Regions from separate parts of the Mus musculus genome. Here all the other regions are linked to region 1. A link is a contact called in public Hi-C and HiChIP or PLAC-seq data. All regions are on one chromosome and are shown on one strand. The core of a region is the stretch at or near the end of the contact, and the rest is flanking DNA. Distances in the headings are between cores, read along the strand shown. Region 1 holds the start of Rbm19 (RNA binding motif protein 19). Region 2 holds the start of Suds3 (suppressor of defective silencing 3 homolog (S. cerevisiae)). Region 3 holds the start of Prkab1 (protein kinase, AMP-activated, beta 1 non-catalytic subunit).

The links. Hi-C and Micro-C count contacts between places; a contact is called where the count stands out from the background. HiChIP or PLAC-seq counts read pairs in DNA pulled down with a chosen protein or histone mark.
Region 2: a contact with region 1 is called in an H3K27ac HiChIP or PLAC-seq map of thymic regulatory T cells, with 8 times the contacts expected there. The contact joins the promoter of Suds3 here to the promoter of Rbm19 in region 1. A contact is called at or near these places in 1 of 15 datasets of contacts at CTCF or cohesin (large pre-B cells), 3 of 484 Hi-C or Micro-C datasets (CD4 T cells, CD8 T cells and regulatory T cells) and 1 of 115 datasets of contacts at active chromatin or transcription factors (thymic regulatory T cells).
Region 3: a Hi-C map of CD8 T cells shows a contact between it and region 1, with 4 times the contacts expected there. The contact joins the promoter of Prkab1 here to the promoter of Rbm19 in region 1. A contact is called at or near these places in 3 of 484 Hi-C or Micro-C datasets (CD4 T cells, CD8 T cells and regulatory T cells).

What each region holds. Positions count from the first base shown.
Region 1 is chr5:120,114,700-120,117,984 of GRCm38.p6, reverse strand. Rbm19 (RNA binding motif protein 19) reads right to left here and starts at 1,472. Exons shown (of 24, transcript NM_028762.1): 1 at 1,336-1,472. The coding sequence starts at 1,371.
Region 2 is chr5:117,114,561-117,117,739 of GRCm38.p6, reverse strand. It overlaps Suds3 (suppressor of defective silencing 3 homolog (S. cerevisiae)), which reads left to right and starts at 1,747. Exons shown (of 12, transcript NM_178622.5): 1 at 1,747-2,068. The coding sequence starts at 1,927.
Region 3 is chr5:116,023,039-116,026,007 of GRCm38.p6, reverse strand. It overlaps Prkab1 (protein kinase, AMP-activated, beta 1 non-catalytic subunit), which reads left to right and starts at 1,580. Exons shown (of 7, transcript NM_031869.2): 1 at 1,580-1,917. The coding sequence starts at 1,759.

The DNA.
Region 1 (3,285 bases), core at 223-2,722:
GTCTACATAAATGTTAAGTTCCAGGACAGCCAGGGCTACTAAATGAGATCCCGTGTCAGAAAAGGACAGAAACCCTGAGATGAGGCTAGGTATGGTGGGGAGGCAGAAGCAGGTGTTCAAGGTCAGCCAGGGCTACAGATTTAAGAGTCTGTTTTTTTAAAAAAGCATCCCCCAAAACAACAAACAAAATCCCAAATAGGGGAGATCATCTTGGGTCTCCCTTTTGGGGGGGATGCATATGATATCCCACATACCAGATATTTACGTTATATTCATAATGAGAAAATTACAGTTATGCAGTAGCAACAAAATAACTTCATGACTAGGGGGTCACAACAGGAGGAACTGTATTAAAGGGGGGCACAGCATTTGGAAGGTTGAGGACTGCTGTTCTGGGGGGCACATGGTCCCAACAACAACAAAACAAATTTAATTAATTTATTTATTTTTAGCCACATCATCTTGCTATGTAACCCAGGCTGGCCTTGAACTCGCCACCCTCTGCCTATGGAAAGCTGACAACAGGTGTATGCACCACCACACTTGGCTTTGAAGTCTAATCTTGCTCTGTGATGGTGAACCAGTAAGCATTCTCTAGTCTGTTCCCTGTTGTGACACACATCAAGGATACAAAGCAATTTGGGGGGCGTGGGCTGGAGAGATGGCTCAGCAGTTAAGAGCACTGACTGCTCTTCCAAAGGTCTTGACTTCAAATCCCAGCAACCACATGGTGGCTCACAACCATCTGTAATGGGATCTGACGCCCTCTTCTGGTGTGTCTGAAGACAGCTACAGTGTACTTACACATAATAAAAAAATAAATCTTTTAAAAACAAACAAAAAAACCAAAGCAATTTGGGGAGGAAGACCATTGATTTGGCTTATGGGTCTCCATCACAGTCCGCCATCCAGGGAAGTCGAGGCAAGAACCGACGCAGACTTACTTGCCCCGCCAACATCTGTACACAGCCCAGGGACACTTGCCGAGGCGTGACAGCACCCACAGGGGGCTGGAACCTCCCACACCCATCACTCCTCAGAGCACCACAGGCTGGTCCACAGGCATATGGACGCAATAACATCCAATGAAGTTCCCTCTCCGTAAGTGACTCCGGTCTGGGTCAAACTGACCCAAACTGCCCAGCACAACATGGAAGGATCCTCAGAATGCTCGGAAGCCACTTTGCGGCTTGCTGAGCCCTCAGGACAGGGTGCCGCCTCCTTGGATTCCGGACCTCCCCAGTCCTGTCCCTGACTTAGAACCCCTCCATCCTTCACCCTCCATTCCCGGACCTCTGCTTCCACTTCCGGGCCCCATCCCCGGCTCCCGCTCACCCCATTCGGGAGGTTCTTCACGATCAGACGCGACATGGCTCTCAGGTTCCCTTCGCTTTTCAGACTCACGACCCCGGCGACAGCGACTTCCCACAACTTTCACGCCGCCACACTGGGCGCCGCCATTTTTAGCGAGTCACGTGGCCCCCGCCGCGTTCCATCCGGAAGTGGGTGTGGCCTCACGGGAGACTCTCTCCGGGGAAAGTCCCACCCACAAGGCGGGGTTGGCGGGGACGGGGGAAAGGCCCGAGCGCTCGCGTTTTCTCCGCCAGGTCTTGGGGCCTCTAAATCCCCGCAAGGAAGGCAGGAGGCGCTGATGTCCAACCCCCTCGGGATGACAGGCTTCTGGGAAAGAGCAGAGAGCCTAGAAAAAAAAAATTGTTTTAAAGGTAAAGGCAAGCGGATCTCCGAGTTCCAGGATAGCTAGGGCTGCACAGAGAACCCCCGTTACAAAAATAAAATTATAAAGGTTTATTTATTGTGTAAAGGCGTTGAACTCAGAAACCCTCCCGCCTCTGCCTCCCAAGTGCTGAGATTAAAGGTGTGCGCCACCACTGCTCAAATAGATTTTCTTCTTCTAAAAGACATTTTGCTCCATCTCCCCATATCCTTTCTTGTTACTGTTGGCAGCTTTATTGAGATACAGTCCAGGTGCCACACAATTTGCCCACTTAAAGTGGACAACTCCAGTTGGCAAGATGGCTCGTCAGATAAAGGCACTTGTGGGCAAGCCTGACAGCCTGAGATTTCCCTCCCCCCAACCCCCCAACCTTGGTTCTTCGTAGTGGGAGGAGAGAACCAATCTTAGAACATTTTTTATTGAAAAAAAAAAATGCAGCTAGGCAGTGATGGCGCTCGCCTTTAATCCCAGCGCTCAGGAGACAGAGGCAGGCAGATCTCTGAGTTAAGGCCAGTCTGGTCTACAGAGCTAGTTCCAGGACAGCCAAGGCTAAACCATTTTTTTCAGATAATTTATATAGATATTTTTAAAGATTTATTTATTATTATATGTAAGTACACTGTAGCTGTCTTCAGACACACCAGAAGAGGGAGTCAGATCTTGTTACGGATGGTTGTGAGCCACCATGTGGTTGCTAGGATTTGAACTCTGGACCTTCGGAAGAGCAGTCGGGTGCTCATACCCACTGAGCCATCTCACCAGCCCCCAGATAATATATTTTGATCATGGCTTCCCCGTCCCACCAGCTCCTTCCTGCCTCCCCACCAACCCAGCCCCCAGTCCTTTTGTTCTCTTTAGAAAGAAAACAGGCAAACAAAACAAACAAAAATGAAGGAGAAGGAGAAGAAGAGAATGAAAGAGAGACCACAAGAAACACCCCACACAGTCAGAAACCATTATATACAAGCAAAAGACCAGTCACCAACTTCCCGCCTTCTAGGAACCTAGAATCTATCTGGCATCTCTATGGATGTGTTACTTTCTTGGCTGATTTTTCTCTTCACATATTGTTTTCAAGGTTAATCCATGTCTCTGCATGAATCATCCTTCACTCGTTACCCCTCCCCACACACACACACACACACAAGTGTCAAATGTCGGACTCCAGTATGTTTGTGTATCCAACCATCTGTCTAAGGCATCTGGGTGGATGTACCCCATGGCTATTGATAGTAACATTGCTGAGAACGTCTGTGTTCGTGCCTGTCTCTACGTGGACATGTGTCTTCATTCCTCGCCGGCACAGTCCTAGGTTGGGGTCCCCCCCAGGTCTTTAGGAACTGGGTTTTTTTTTTTTTTTTTTTTTTTTTTCCGAGACAGGGTTTCTCTGTATAGCCCTGGCTGTCTTGGAACTCACTTTGTAGACCAGGCTGACCTCGAACTCAGAAATCCGGCTGCCTCTGCCTCCCAAGTGCTGGGATTAAAGGCGTGCGCCACCACCGCCCGGCCTTTAGGAACTTTTAATCAAATAGTTTTGCAAACTGTCTGCA
Region 2 (3,179 bases), core at 498-2,997, 3.0 Mb after region 1:
TTTTAGAAGTCTCTCTGGGGGCCCATTTGGAAATGCATTTGATCACAGAGGCTGTGAGAAACAGAATACTGTCCCCGGGTTCCACCCCGCTTTCTGCTGTGTTCCCATCTGCCGGGCCTTAATGCTTGTTCTGTTTTCTGCAGATCTGAGTTAACTGAATAGGGTTCCTCTGGACACATCTTCTCTGTCTCTCCAATTAGGGAGTGAAGCTAGGGTCTCCAGCATGCCGAACAAGTGCCCTACCCAGCCACAGGCATACATGGCCCATCCTTTTTAATTTTGCTTTCAAACAAGGTCTCATTAAACTGGCTGGCCTTGAACTCATTGTGAAATCCAGGCAAGCCTTGATGTTGCTCTGTCCTCTTGCATTTGTCTTTCTGAGCACCTGGGATTATTGTTGTGAGCCACTAGGCAGAGACCATAGGTTTTTGCTGCTGCTGCTACTGCTTCTGCTTCTCCTCCTCCTCCTTCTTCTTCTTCTTTTTGTTTTTTGTTTTTCGAGACAGGGTTTCTCGGTGTAACCCTGGCTGTCCTGGAACTCACTCTGTAGACCAGGCTGGCCTCAAACTCAGAAATCCACCTGCCTCTGCCTCCCAAGTGCTGAGATGATTCCTCCTATTCCTCCTCCTCCTCCTCCTCCTCTCCACCTTCTTCCTCTTCCTCCTCCACCTCTTCCCTTTCCTCCTCTTCCTCCTCTTCTAAGCAAAACTGTAACACTATGTTTCACAGGGCTACACAGATTAACACATGGAGAGATTCAGTTTCATGGCTTGGTTTGTTTTTTTTTGTTTTTAAGACAGGGTTTCTCTGTGTATCCATGGCTGTTCTGAAACACGAATTGCAGACCAGGCTGGCCTTGAACTCAGCCTGCCTCTGCCTCCCTAGTCCTGGGACTAAAGGTCACTTTGCTCAGCGTTGGCTTCTGAATTTAAGCCAATGTAGTTCCTGGAGGGAAATGCCCTATTTACTCAAGTAAAAATTAGCAGGTTATTAAATTACTGTTTTAGGCTAAAATACCTTAAAAATTATGTTTGGGGAAGCACAAGGAAGTTATCCTGTGGACAGCTGTGGATCTGGGATGCTAGACTGACGCCACCGTTTTTTCTTTTTTCTTTTCTTGAAAGGAGAAAGAATGACAACTCTTTTGATCATTTGTAAAACCGGTAGAACAGCTTACCCAGTAAATCTACTCAAAAGAAAGTACTGGCAAGGCCTAGGGACACACTTTCACCTGACCGGTGGATGAAATGGCAACAACTTGCCTTTACCATAATTTTTAATAAAGCCCCCATTAAGGCAGGGGAGCAACCACGCACAACATTTTCTGTATCCCACACACTCTGGCTGGCCAGGCGTCCAAGCCCACCGCGGGAACCGTTCGTGCCATTCACCTGCATGAATCAGAGACCATGCTACCTATCCAGGGCTCTGCAAAGCCTCCGCCCATCAGGTCGAGTCCATCCACACTTTAGTTTTGACTCCAGGCGCCGCCTGGTGGCCACTGCCAGAAGTGCCACCTCCAACTCCGGGGTCCTGACTGCTGGCGCGGCTGCCCCTGGATATGCCTGACTCCAGAGACTCCCGCCTCCGCCCCTTCCGCCGTGGCCGATCGCGGATTCTTAAGACAGTGACGCCGCCGCGGCCGCCGTGTCAGAAACCGTGGAGCCCCGGCGTCTCACCTACCGTCTCGAGGACGGCCTGATCAGGCTGTCACCGAGCAGCCCACGACCCGGAAGTAGCCGGCTGCGCGAGGCCCCCGTTGCCCAGCGCGGGCGCCGGGGTGCGGGGTGGGGGGCGGAGCTCGGAGCCGAGGGGAGTCCCGGTGCCCGCGGCTCGGAACCGCGCGAGGTTGCGGGGCTCCGGGGACGCAGCCAGGCGGCCGCGATCTCCGCGGGACCGGCTCCGCCGCGGCCCCGAGGCGGCGACATGAGCGCCGCGGGGCTGCTGGCTCCGGCGCCGGCTCCGGCTGCAGCGCCGGCCGCCCCGGAGTACTACCCGGAGGACGAGGAGGAGTTGGAGAGCGCCGAGGACGACGAGCGCAGCTGCCGGGGCCGAGAGTCCGACGAAGGTGCGGGTGTGGGGACGGGGCCCGGGTGCGGGTGGTCAGAGGTCGCCAGAGCTCTTGCGAGCCAGGGGTCCCCAGCCCAGCGTCTCTCATTTCCGCACTCGGGTCGGAGCAATGCTCGCCCTGGCTTTCTCGCTCCCAGCTTCTCTCCTCCCACTGTTTTAATGCCCCTAGCTCCGCTTGGGGAGCCGGAATGGGACAGGCGATAAGTCTTCCTTTGGCCGGCACCTCTCCCCCGCCCCCAGCTTTGTGACCTTAAAGCTGTCTTGTTTACCCACCTCCTGCGTGGTAGCTTGGAGTCCTCATCTCCTAGGTTGGGAGGGGTTCAATGGAATCGTGTCCTGCCACGGCGAAGTGGGCGAAAGGGGAGGTTGGGATTTGTTTTCAGGTCCGAGTAGTCTGCATTTGCGTGATCGCTCCTCCAGCCTCAGGTCTCGATCCGGGACCTTGTTTATTTACCTTTTGGCGGGTGTGAGGGACACCCAGAGGGATTATTGAGGAAGGAGCTGGCTAGGTGGGGGAGAAGCTAGAAGCAGAAGGGGCAAGGGGAGGTCTTTGTATGGGCGGAGTGGACAGTATTCAGGCATAGAGTCGGGCTGTAAAAAGCCAAAAGCTACCCCCAACTGCGGGCAGGATCTTAAGTCTCTCAAATGCGTAGTAACATAGCTAGCTGGCTCTAGACAGGGCTTCCGTGAAAGTTCCTTCCACCGAAGGAAAGGAGGCGGCTTTGTGAGGACTTGGGTCTGCTCCGGCCTCAGTGCACGCAGAGCAAGTTATAGGAACTGAGTGCGTTTGTTTTAACTATGGTTAAAAAACAAAACAAAACAAAACAAAAACAAAATCAAGGTTTAACTAGGGATTTTTCAATGTGAAAGGTGCACTTCTTTTAATGACCACGAGGGGGTACAGCGAAGACAAAATTGACCCTCTTCACTCAGGCCATTGGATCCAGATCTTTGCTTAAGACCAGTTTAAATTAAGCAGTTTAGAACACTGATTTTTCTGAGGGTCCAGGTTGGAGTGGCTCACGACTGTCTATATGTCGCAGGATATTTGATCACACTGTGAACCCCGAGACCGTGTTATTTATTGAAAAAAACAAAACAAAACAAAA
Region 3 (2,969 bases), core at 331-2,830, 4.1 Mb after region 1:
CGTCTTAGCATTAGTATAGTGGTTAGAATCAATGCTTCAGGAAAGCATGCTCGTATATCATTTTCATGTGTGAATTTTTATTGAAATCCACTAGAAATTGTCCATAAATTTTTAAGTTTCCTTGTAGATAGATACTGTTAAAGTCCCTCTAGAAGACCACATGTCAGACATCGGGGTCCCTGGTTCCCTTAACAAAAATGTGTCACATTGCAGATAATTTAAAATATAGATGTTCACTGGGCAGGGTGGTACACACCATTAATCCCAACACTTGAGTGGGAGGAAGAGGAAGGTGGATCTCTATGAATTCAAGGCTAGCTTGGTCTACAAAGTAAGTTCCAGGACAGCCAGAGCTGTTACACACAGAAACCATGTCTCAAAAAACACACACAAAAACAGAATAACAAAAAAACCAAAACATATGTATGGGTAAATGTAAGACATGACCTAGAAAATCCAATGCAAAGCAAACAAACAAACCCCACAAGACAATGTTGTTGTTGTTTCTTTAAAGGCTGACTGTGAAGCTGAGATCGTTTTATTACAGCAGTCTGTACCTCTGCTGAAACACTAAGCCCTGATACATTTTACACATAATGTGGCCAATGTAGCCCCAAGGCTCTTGCAAAAAGACTTATCAATAGGCACTCAACTTGAAACAAACAACAGAACCCAACTGAGAACGTCAATTTCCCAGAAATCTTAGGTCTTTAAGTTTTCTCAAACACCTGGAAGATGGTCAGCATCCTCCATCCTTAGTCTACAGACAGAAATTACGATTTGGCCACTCTGGAGAGGCCTTCCTTTTGAAGGAGCCCTAGGTTGTCCTAATACATTCAATTGTGAGAGCCAGTGCATCTACGGGAGAGACTTAAACGTGAGGTTCTTTTGTTTTGTTTTGTTTTTTGTTTGGTTTTGGTTTTTTCGAGACAGGGTTTCTCTGTATAGCCCTGGCTGTCCTGGAACTCACTCTGTAGAACACGCTGGCCTCGAACTCAGAAATCCTCTGCCTCTGCCTCCCAAGTGCTGGGATTAAAGGCGTGCGCCACCAATGCCCGGCGCTTTCTCTTTTTTTCCCTTTTCTTCTTCTTGTTTGTTTTGTTTTGTTTTTACGATTATGTGTATGAATGCTCTGCCCTCCCGTATATGTGTGCACCGCCTTGGGCGCCGGGATCCCCTGGAACTTAAACTGCAAACAGTTGTGAGCCACCATGGAAGCGCCAGGACCCGAACCCGGGTACTCTGCAAGAGCAAGCGCTTGCTCCAAGCCGCCGTGGGTTTCGCGTTTCGTAATTCGAGTTACTGGAGAGTAACCAACTTGGAGTGAGGTGGTCGGCGCCATCCATGGCATTCTGGCATTCTCGCTCGCTCGCGCCTCCCGCTGGCCGCTACGAAGCTCGATCTGGTGGCAGCCCCGAACCACCCGCGACCGCTTCGCGCTGAGCAGCAGGGAAGAGGCGGAAACGGAACTGATGTCACCCTAACTCCGAGAGCGCTCCATCCCCAGTGACCACCCTTCCTTCCTTCCTTCGCTGGGCCCGGCCGGAAGCGGAAGTGGCTAAGGGGTGGAGGGGAGTTGCGGGAGGAGTGTCAGGTTACGCTCCGGCTCTGTTCGGAGTTCCAGTCGCGGTCGCCCGAGCCAGGTAAAGCGGAGCTCGGCGGGCGAGCGAGCGCGCGATCCGAGAGGGCGTGACTCGCGATCCCCGGGGGTCCGACCCGGCCTTTCCGGCTTCCTTGTGTCCCTGCAGATTCCCAGCCATGGGCAACACGAGCAGCGAGCGCGCCGCGCTGGAGCGGCAGGCGGGCCACAAGACGCCGCGGAGGGACAGCTCCGGGGGCGCCAAGGATGGGGACAGGCCCAAGATCCTCATGGACAGCCCTGAAGACGCCGACATCTTCCACTCCGAAGAGATCAAGGTGCTGAGTGGAGGGGCGTCGGAGCCCTCTTGACTCACGGGGAGGGTCCCCCTTTGCTGTAGTTCCCGCCACATTCCCAGCGTCACACCTTGGGGGGGGGCGGGGGAGGTGGCTCTGTCATAGCCCTCTTTGCCGTTCTGGGACTTGTGCCTAATTACCGATGGGAGGAGAGTCACCCTGGGCTTGGTTGAACATCATTAAGGAGAAAGCAGCTCAGGGACCGCGTTTGAGATCCTTAATTAATTAAGAGTCGAGCTAAACTGTAATTGAGCACCCGTGTCGACTTTTCTCTTCGGTGTAATTGATTGCGCGGCTTGGAGACACTTCAGGCCGACCGGCTTTTGCAAAAGTTGGGTTGGGAGTTCTAGTGTTCTTTTTGGCGGTAAAACGGGAGCACATACGTTAAGCTGGAAATGAAGTTGACTAGCTGACTGCCAGAGGTGTTTGGTTCTGACAGTTTCAGTCCACCCTGCTCACTTTATTTTAGATCCGGCAATTCCACTGGAGGAGGTCAGTGACCGAGAGTCACTCTGAACGCCAGCCAGCAGCTAATTACCCCCACTTCTCTCCCACGTTACTGAAATAATGCCTTGGACTTTAAGCAGACCAGAGCAAACAGATTTTTGCAGGCCAAGCTGAAAGTTCCTGCCTGAGCCACATTCTCTTAAAACCACAGTGAGGTGGCCAGTGCTTCCGGCTACAGGGCCCCAGTCCAAGGGCATTTGGTGATTCTAGGAGGAAAGAAGCTAATTGCTCAGAATAAACTACATTCAGGAACGTTGGCGCTCACCAGCCTGGTCTCTGTTACTTGCCGGGTTGCCAACTAATCCCCATTACTTAAACAGGCTAATTGCCTGGCCAGCTCACTCCGCTTTCACTCCCCCACCCCCACCCCCTAACTGGGCTACATAACCCACATTACTATTCTCCAGATCTTAATTTTGGGTCTGACTTTAAAAGAGCCTGCTTTTGCCAGGGAGTGGTGGCACAGCACTTTGATCCCAGCACTTGGGAGGCAGAGGCAGGCAGATGTCTGAGTTCGAGGCCAACCT